2 separate regions of the Muntiacus reevesi genome follow, and region 1 is linked to region 2. A link is a contact called in public Hi-C data. All regions are on one chromosome and are shown on one strand. Each heading gives the region's core, a stretch centred on a gene start, on an enhancer-like site or on the middle of the called end of the contact. The rest is flanking DNA. Distances are from core to core; before and after follow the strand shown.

What was found. Hi-C and Micro-C count contacts between places; a contact is called where the count stands out from the background.
Region 1: a contact with region 2 is called in a Hi-C map of muscle, with 8 times the contacts expected there. The contact joins the promoter of APOA5 here to the promoter of SIK3 in region 2. A contact is called at or near these places in 2 of 3 Hi-C or Micro-C datasets (blood and muscle).

The regions. Positions count from the first base shown.
Region 1 is chr9:64,314,409-64,318,662 of mMunRee1.1, forward strand. It overlaps APOA5 (apolipoprotein A5), which reads left to right and starts at 1,291. Exons shown (of 3, transcript XM_065943787.1): 1 at 1,291-1,339; 2 at 1,428-1,533; 3 at 2,540-3,491. The coding sequence starts at 1,291. The coding sequence ends at 3,491.
Region 2 is chr9:63,996,359-64,000,388 of mMunRee1.1, forward strand. SIK3 (SIK family kinase 3) reads left to right here and starts at 1,776. Exons shown (of 24, transcript XM_065946254.1): 1 at 1,776-2,048. The coding sequence starts at 1,776.

The sequences.
Region 1 (4,254 bases), core at 41-2,540, 320 kb after region 2:
CAAGCCTACTGATGCTGGCTCTTCCCAGGCTGTCTGCATAGCCCCCGGGTAGAGTTGTCAAGAGTTGCTCAGTTTCAGGCTGGCAGCTAGACACTGTCCCTGTCTGTCTGGGGACACAGTGCTTCTGGGCAGTTGAGTGAGAGCAGGGCCCTCAGCAACAAACAGGCTTGTCTCTGTCGATGGGCCAGCCAGCAGGTCTGCGGGAAGGCTGGAGGTCATGGGTTTAGGGGGAACTGCATGAGGAATTCAGGCCCACTCCTTGTAAAACTTTCCAGGAAGCATTTTTCTACTGGGGAAGCACCCAGATACTAGGGCACTTCTCAACCCCCTGCTGCTGTTGCTAAGTCGCTTCAGTCGTGCCCGACTCTGTGCGACCCCATAGACGGCAGCCCACCAGGCTCCTCTGTCCCTGGGATTTTCCAGGGAAGAACACTGGAGTGGGTTGCCATTTCACTTCTCCAATGAAAGTGAAAAGTGAGAGTGAAGTCCGTCAGTCCTGTCTGACTCTTCGAGACACCATGGACTGTAGCCTACCAGGCTCCTCCGTCCATGGGACTTTCCAGGCAAGAGTACTGGAGTGGGGTGTTATTGCCGTCTCCTCTTAACCCCCTAGGTGCCAGAAAAGGGCAGGAGGTAAGCATGGGGAGGCAGCTGAGGTCATCCCTCTTTGAACCTCCACGTGGTATTTACTCAAAGCGATTGTTGCCAGAGGCCCAGGCCCTGGACTATAAAGCGGAATGTCTGCTCTCTGTGTCCAGAAGTGAGCAGGTGAGCAGGTGAGCAGAGGGATGTGGGTCGGCTTCCTAATTGAGCAGAGCTGGGGGTGGGGACTAAGAACTAAGGACCTCCTCTTGGAGCACTGTGGCAGAATTTCTTCTTCCCTCCACCCCCAATCTCATCCTGGGAATACCTCAGTTTTCCCAAAAGTGTAATGGGGGCAGGAATAAGTGAGCAGGGGGACGGGGGCCAGAAGGATGGAGCTGCTCCTGGGGTCTGGGGGCAGTGGATGGGAGGGAAATTTTACTAAGCATTTTGAGCTCCACACTCCATATGATCTGATGAGATGAAAAAGGAGCATTTCATTCCATTCCAGGAAGACATCCTTTCCCTTGCAGCCACGTTCAACTAGGTCAGTCCTTTTGAGCCCTGACACTTGTGCTCCCTACACCCCAGGGAAGGGTTAACAGATTTTGTGGCAGGGCCCCCTGGGGCAAGTCCTCTGGGAGGGGTCCCTTCTTTGCCTCTTCAATTGCATCAGGCCTGCACTCACCTTTCTTCTCAGAGAACATCATGGCAAGCATGGCTGCAGTTCTGACCTGGGCTCTGGCCCTCCTCTCAGGTGAGTCCCCAACACTGACTTCTCCGTGGAGGTGTGGGTGGACTGAGGGAGGAAACCCAGCCCCTGTTCACCCCCTCCCTCTCCACAGTGCTTTCAGCCACGGAGGCACGGAAAGGCTTCTGGGACTACTTCAGCCAGAGCAGCTGGGACAAAGGGAAGGTGGAGCAGCAGCAGAAGCTGACACGAGAGCCCACGTGAGTGGCCAGGGCAAGGGGCGCAGGGGAAGGGAGAAGACACCAGAGGGTGGGATGGCTGCTGCCGCCCCGTTCCTCAACCTCCCCATACTCCCTGGGAAGAGAGCATGCCTGCTAAGTCGCTTCAGTTGTGTCCGACTCTTTGCGACCCTATGGACCATAGCTCACCAGGCTCTTCTGTCCATGGGATGAATACTGGAGAGGGTTGCCGTGCCCTCCTCCAGGGGATCTTTCCCACCCCGGGATCGAACCCACGTCTTTTACATCTCCTACAGTGGCAGGCCGGAGAAGGCAATGGCACCCCACTCCAGTACTCTTGCCTGGAAAATTCCACGGATGGAGGAGTCTGGTAGGCTGCAGTCCATGGGGTCTCCAAGAGTCAGACAGGACTGACCGACTTCACTCTCACTTTTCACTTTCATGCATTGGAGAAGGAAATGGCAACCCACTCCAATATTCTTGCCTGGAGAATCCTAGGGACGGGGGAGCCTGGTGGGCTGCCGTCTATGGGATCGCACAGAGTTGGACACGACTGAAGCGACTTAGCAGCAGCAGCAGTGGCAGGCGGGTTCTTTACCACTAGCGCCACCTGGGAAGAGGACAGAGCGGTGCTAGTTGTGCCGGCTATGCTGGCCGTCCTGGGCTGTTTGGCACCCTCTGCCGGCAGCCGCCTCTGATTTCTCTGTATCTGCTGCCTTCATGTCCGTTGGAACGTGGGACCAGGGATCAGGGGAGAGGACTCCTGGTTGCAGCTTCCAGAACGGAAGGATTATGTAAGTCCAGGTGCCTGTGTGCACAAGGAATTGAGCAGTGTTGATCTGGACATGTGTTGTCCAGATCAGTGTTGATCTGTGCCACATTTGTAATTCCTGCCTTAGGAGCGCCGTTGGCTTGGGACCACCGCCCTGCATCCTTGGTTTCCCCAGAGGATCAGTGAGCGATGTCTTCGGAGCAGAGGTGAGTGGGCTAGCCGACTGATGGCTCGATTGTCTGTCCCCTCCCCCAGGAGCCTGAAAGACAGACTTGAGCCAGACCTCAGCGATATGGACAAGTTTCTGGAAAAGTTGGGCCCTCTGAACGGGCAGGGGAGGGAGCCTCTCGGGCTCCCACGCGACCCGGTGGGGATGTGGCAGCAGCTGCAGGAGGAGCTGGAGGAGGTGCGGGCGCGTCTGGAGCCCTACATGGCGGAGGTGCATGAGCGCGTGGGCTGGAACCTGGAGGGCCTGCGGCGGCAGTTGCAGCCCTACACGGTGGAGCTGATGGAGCAGGTGGCCCTGCGCGTGCACGAGCTGCAGGAGCAGTTGCGCGTGGTCGGAGAGGGCACCAAAGCCCAGTTGCTGGGGGGTGTGGACGAGGCGCGGGGCCTGCTGCAGGAGCTGCAGAGCCGCGTGGCGCACCACACCGGCCGCGTCAAGGCGCTCTTTCACCCCTATGCCGAGCGCCTGGTGTCCGGCATCGGGCACCACGTGCAGGAGCTGCACCGCAGCGTGGCGCCGCACGCCATCGCCAGCCCCGCGCGCCTCAGCCGCTGCGTGCAGATGCTCTCGCACAAGCTCACGCTCAAGGCCAAGGCCTTGCACGAGCGCATCCAGCAGAACCTAGACCAGCTGCGCGAGGAGCTCAGCGCCTTTGCTGGCTCCCGCGCTGATGATGCGGAGGAAGCGGCTCAACCGGATCCCCAGGTGCTATCCCAGGAGGTGCGCCAACGACTCCAGGCTTTCCGCCACGACACCTTCCGGCAGATTGCCGCCTTCACTCACGCCATTGACCGAGAGACCGAGCAGGTCCAGCAGCAGCTGGCACCGCCTCCGCCAGGCCACAGTGCCTTTGCCCCGGAGTTCCTCCAAGCCGACAGAGGCAAGGCCCGGGGCGAGCTGCAGGCCCGCCTCGATGATCTGTGGGAAGACATAAACTACAGCCTTCAGGACCATAGTCCGGGCCATCGGGGAGAGCCCTGAGGGTCTACTTGTCCACGCGCACTCTGGAGAGCCCGCGATCTGAGCCTCTAACAAGATGCTATGTGCGTGTCAGAGGCCAGTCGGGCAGAGGGTGGAGGGTCCTGCACAGGATAGCTGAGGCCACCCAAAGGGCTGTCATCCTAGGCTTTGGGGTCTCCTGCAATTCCCCCATCCAGATGCATTACATTCACCAGGCTTTGCAAATCCAGCTTCCCGTGCTCATTTGGGAATCCTCCTGAGTTGCTCCATTCTGGGGTCGCGAGAGAGGGCAGAAAAGAGACATTCTATGTAGGAGCTCATGACCTGCAAGCCTGTTGCCATGGTGCTGGAGGCCTGTGTCTGTTTATCCCAGGATCTGGCTCTGATCACTTCTGGCCACCTGGTGGCCACTACTACCGCTGGTCCACAGACAGGAGCTCTTTTCTCCCCAGGGCTGTCATGACAGCTTCTGCTGGAGGAAGAGAAGGGAGAAAGAGAAAATGATGAGGGGAATGTGTGTGTGTGTGTGTATGTGTGTGTGTGTGTGTATCTCTGTTGGCTGATGCTGGTGGGGCCAAATGGTGTGGGTTGTGATGGGAGGGAGCTGAGCATGGATTTCCTGACATAACACTACATCTAAACAGTCCACTGAGCCCTCCAAACTGTGGGGGCTTCTTAAACTCTCTGGGAAGCCTACTGTGTGCCCTCCCCATCTCTGGCCCCTCCCTCTTGACTCCCAGATGGAAGTCTAGACTTCTGACACAAGTGAAATAGAAGCTTATTA
Region 2 (4,030 bases), core at 526-3,025:
ATTTGCTAGTAAAGAAGCCAATTAGTGTTAATTGTGTTGGCAATTTGGAACAGCCACCAGGGGATTGATTCAAGGCAATCGTGGAATGACCTCCCTGTTCTGTCCTAGTCCCAGAGATTACTCACAGTCAGATGAGGAATCAGAGAGCTAATAAATATCTTTTGGTCAGAGAGAGTAAATAGGTGCTCTGCTTCTCACACATTCACAGTGCATTGGGTGTCAATTTTTAGTATTGTACATATAGTGACCTGACAACACAGTTCTGCCATTGAGAGAGAAATAGATACAGAGGAATCAGGATTGGAAAGTGGAATACATTTCAACATTGGCCTGTTCATGGCCTTCCCCCCTTCCCACTTGCCACCCCAGTATGTGTGCAAGCTCAGTTGTGTCTGACTCTTTGTGATCCTTTGGATATAGCCCGCCAAGCTCCTCTGTCCACAGGATTTCCCAGGCAAGAATACTGAAATAGGTTGCCATTTCCTTCTCCAGGGGATCTTCCCTATCCAGGGATCGAACCCGCATCTCCCAAGTCTCCTGCATTACAGGCAGATTCTTTACCCCTGAGCCCCTGGGGAAGCCCTTGCCTGCTCAGAACATCTTGTTATTGATAGCCAAGTAGCCTACCCCTCCTCAGCCTTACCTGAAGTTGTTACAGCAAATCTACTTAATAGAGGGAGGAGAGAAAGGAGGGGGGAAACCTGGGAGCTGGTGAAGGCTCTGGAGGGTGCAGAAAGGCAGAAAACAGAGAAGAGAAAAGGGATATGAGATTTATTGTTGGAATTTGATTTGATCACCTTTAATGTCCTTGGAGAGTCGCTGGTAGGGGTGGAATTTTTATTTTATTATTTACTTATTTATTTTGCCCAACAGACCGATAGCCCTTAACCATGAGGTGACTCACTGGACAATGCGCACATTGCTTCACCAGGGTTATACAAGTGACAGAAATAGGATGCAGGCACTTTGACAATCATCTAGCTATAGAATTGTTCAGAGAAGGGGTGGGAGGAAGGAAAATGACGTCCCTGCTTGGGTCTCACCCACCCAATGACTGAAATGCGTGTTTGGGCTGATTTCTCCGCCCTTGTAAACGCAAATCCTAGTTTCCCTATTCTTCTACATTCGGTGACAATTAGATTGGTTGTACCAGGTTGTAAGAGGAAGGAATTTTACTGAAGAATTCCCCTGCCTCGCTACCGACTTGGTTACAGTTGCTTCAGTAATGTAGTTGTTCCTGCCTTTGGGGCCTCAAGGGCTAAAGTGGGACAGTGCTAATATTTTTGATGAGGAGGAAATACTTTGCTTTAAAGGAGGCTGGGTGACTGCCGAACTGGGACAGAGGTCACAGTAGGGGGTGACATTAGCAGTTCCTGGGGGGATCGAGGGCAGGTTTTGGGTCAGGCACAAGCACCCCCCGACGTGGCCAACGCTGCGATGGCTTGGAACTGGCTGGCACACTTGCGGTATCCACTGTCTCCTCCCCGGAGGGGGGCACCCAGGAGCCGGCGCCGGAGGAACCGGGCCCACGCGGGAAGGTCGAGCGAGCCGGTGAGGTCATGGTTGCCATGGCTCCGGGCAGTGACGCGCGTCGGCACGTGACGACAGGTTGCCATGGCTCCCGGCCCGGGCGGCGCGGGCGCTCCGCCTCCTGGAGTGACGTCCGCTGCCCCCCCCTACCTCTTTTCCCGCCCCCCCGCCCCCTCTCCCCGCCCCCCCCCCCCCCCCCCCCCCGCCGGCTCTCCGCGGCCCCGGAGGTTTCACTGCACAACAAGATGGCGGCGGCGGCGGCGAGCGGAGCTGGCGGGGCTGCCGGGGCCGGAGCGGGGGGAGCCGGGCCGGCCGGCCGCCTGCTGCCTCCGCCCGCCCCGGGACCCCCGGCCGCCCCCGCTGCTGTGCCCCCGGCGGCTGGCCCGCCGCGTCCCCCAGCCCCGGCCTCCCGCGGGCCGGTGCCTGCTCGCATCGGCTACTACGAGATCGACCGCACCATCGGCAAGGGCAACTTCGCGGTGGTCAAGCGGGCCACGCACCTCGTCACTAAGGCCAAGGTAGTGGCGCGGCGGGACCGGGCGGCGGCGGGGCTACGCGGCCCGGGACCGTCCGAGTGTGGCGGGGGAAGGGGAGCCCCGCGACACGGAGGTGGAGGGGTCGGCGCCGCGAGCGGGGCTCCGGAGTGCGTTGGGGACCGGGGGAGCGGGTAGGGGGTTATCGGGCAGGAGTGAGGAGAGGGAGAGCAGGAGGCGGCGGGCACCGGGGGACCCGGGAGAGGGTGACTGCACAGCAGAGGGGGCGCAGAGCGGCCACTGAGCTCCGGGACCTGGGGAACTAGAGAGCCGCGGATGGGCAGGGGGCTCCCCGGCGAGGGTCGTAGCAGGGGTGATGAGGAAGAAGACGTTTGGAACTCGCCAGGAGACAGTAAGCTAAGAAGCTTCTGAAACCAGAAATTAGGAAATCCTGCGGGAATGAGGGCAGGGGAATAGGAAATGTGGACAAGGAGGATGGGGGGAAACAAGGGTGAAACTGACACAGGTGGGCTTTTGAGGGGAAGAAGGATGGCTGGGGTCTTGAGGCGGGTACAAGGTACTGGGAGGTATGAGGGACCTGGTACCTTATGACAGACGCACCCGTCAGCATTTGGTCGCCCAAGACTTCTAGATGGTGGGAATGGGAGACTGAGGACAGACAAGATTATTGGAGGAGGCGATGAAAAAAATGGGGAAATAAGGAGGAAAAAAATTAGTTTGTTTTTCCACAGGAAAAGGGTCAGGGAACAGAGACCCAGCGGGACCCCCACTTTGTGGTGGCCCTAGGGAATCAGGGGTTAAACAATTTGGGAGAGCTGGATTGCTGGTTTTATTTAGTTGTTGGAGGGTCCAGAACTGTACAGTTTATAGAACCCAGGGTGGGCTGTCAGTGGTGAGGGGGCGCCTGGTGACTGGGGAGGTGTGTGAAGAATCCGGACACTCATTGGGCCCTTTGGTTCCCAAGGGATTTGTGGAGCAGTGGTGGTGAAATTGGCAAGGTCAATTAGGAAGCCATATCCGTACACGTTTAAAATTTTACCTACAAAATTGATTTTTGGAGGAAATACGGTTAGTTCTTTCCTGTGGCCTTCTTCATTGGGAGACTTGGCATCGAAGACACCAGGAGGAGCTGCTTGGTTTTGATAGGACTCCCAGAACCCGTTTATACTTCAGATTTCTTTCTTTGCTCCATCTCTCACTTGAATGAACACTTTCGGTGAAGTCATTCATTATATTTAAAACTGCAGTTTGTGTTTCCCTCAGCTCGATGAAGAACCCATACAGCTGCTGCTGCTTCCTACCAAAGCCACATCAGGTCCCCTCACCTCCTCAGCCTCGTCTTTGGTTCTTGCCTCCTGCCTTGTTTTCGCTTGTATGGCAATCACTTGTTTTCAGAAAGCAGTGACTTATCTCTGCCTTCTCTCCCTCTCACTTATGACCTGAAGTTCCTTTTTCCCTCCTTTCTGTCAGACTCTAAAGGGCCCTTCTTACCAGGGTTGTGGGGTGGGTGGCTGTGGAAAATTGATTGGTCAGTTTCACTTCCTCTGAGGGGGCCCCCTTCGGCCTTTTTTTTTTTTTTTTCAGTTTTTATCAGAGGGCCTCAAGTCTGCAGGTCTGAGCTGAATGAGATACCAGAGCCCAAGGTTTCCTGATGCTCCCCTCAGACCCTGACAGGGCATAGACTGAACCAAGACTCTGGTGCATCCCTGCCCCTCTGAGTGTTTCCTATTGTGTTTACAGTTAGCCAAGACAAATTTATGTTTACAAACAACTCTAATTGTTCCAGCCTTGTTCCTTGTTTTGGTATTTCCTTTTCCACACCCTCCCCTTCCCACCTAAGTAATCACTTGGGCTTCTGTGATTATTTTGCTCTGACCTCTGGGGGAGGGACTCTGTGAACTTAATTGGCTGCCTGGTTTATGGTATCTATGATTTAAAGAATTCCGTATTGCCCAGCCCTTGGATACACCAAAATAATGATTAAAAAAATCTGGGACAGAGGGTTC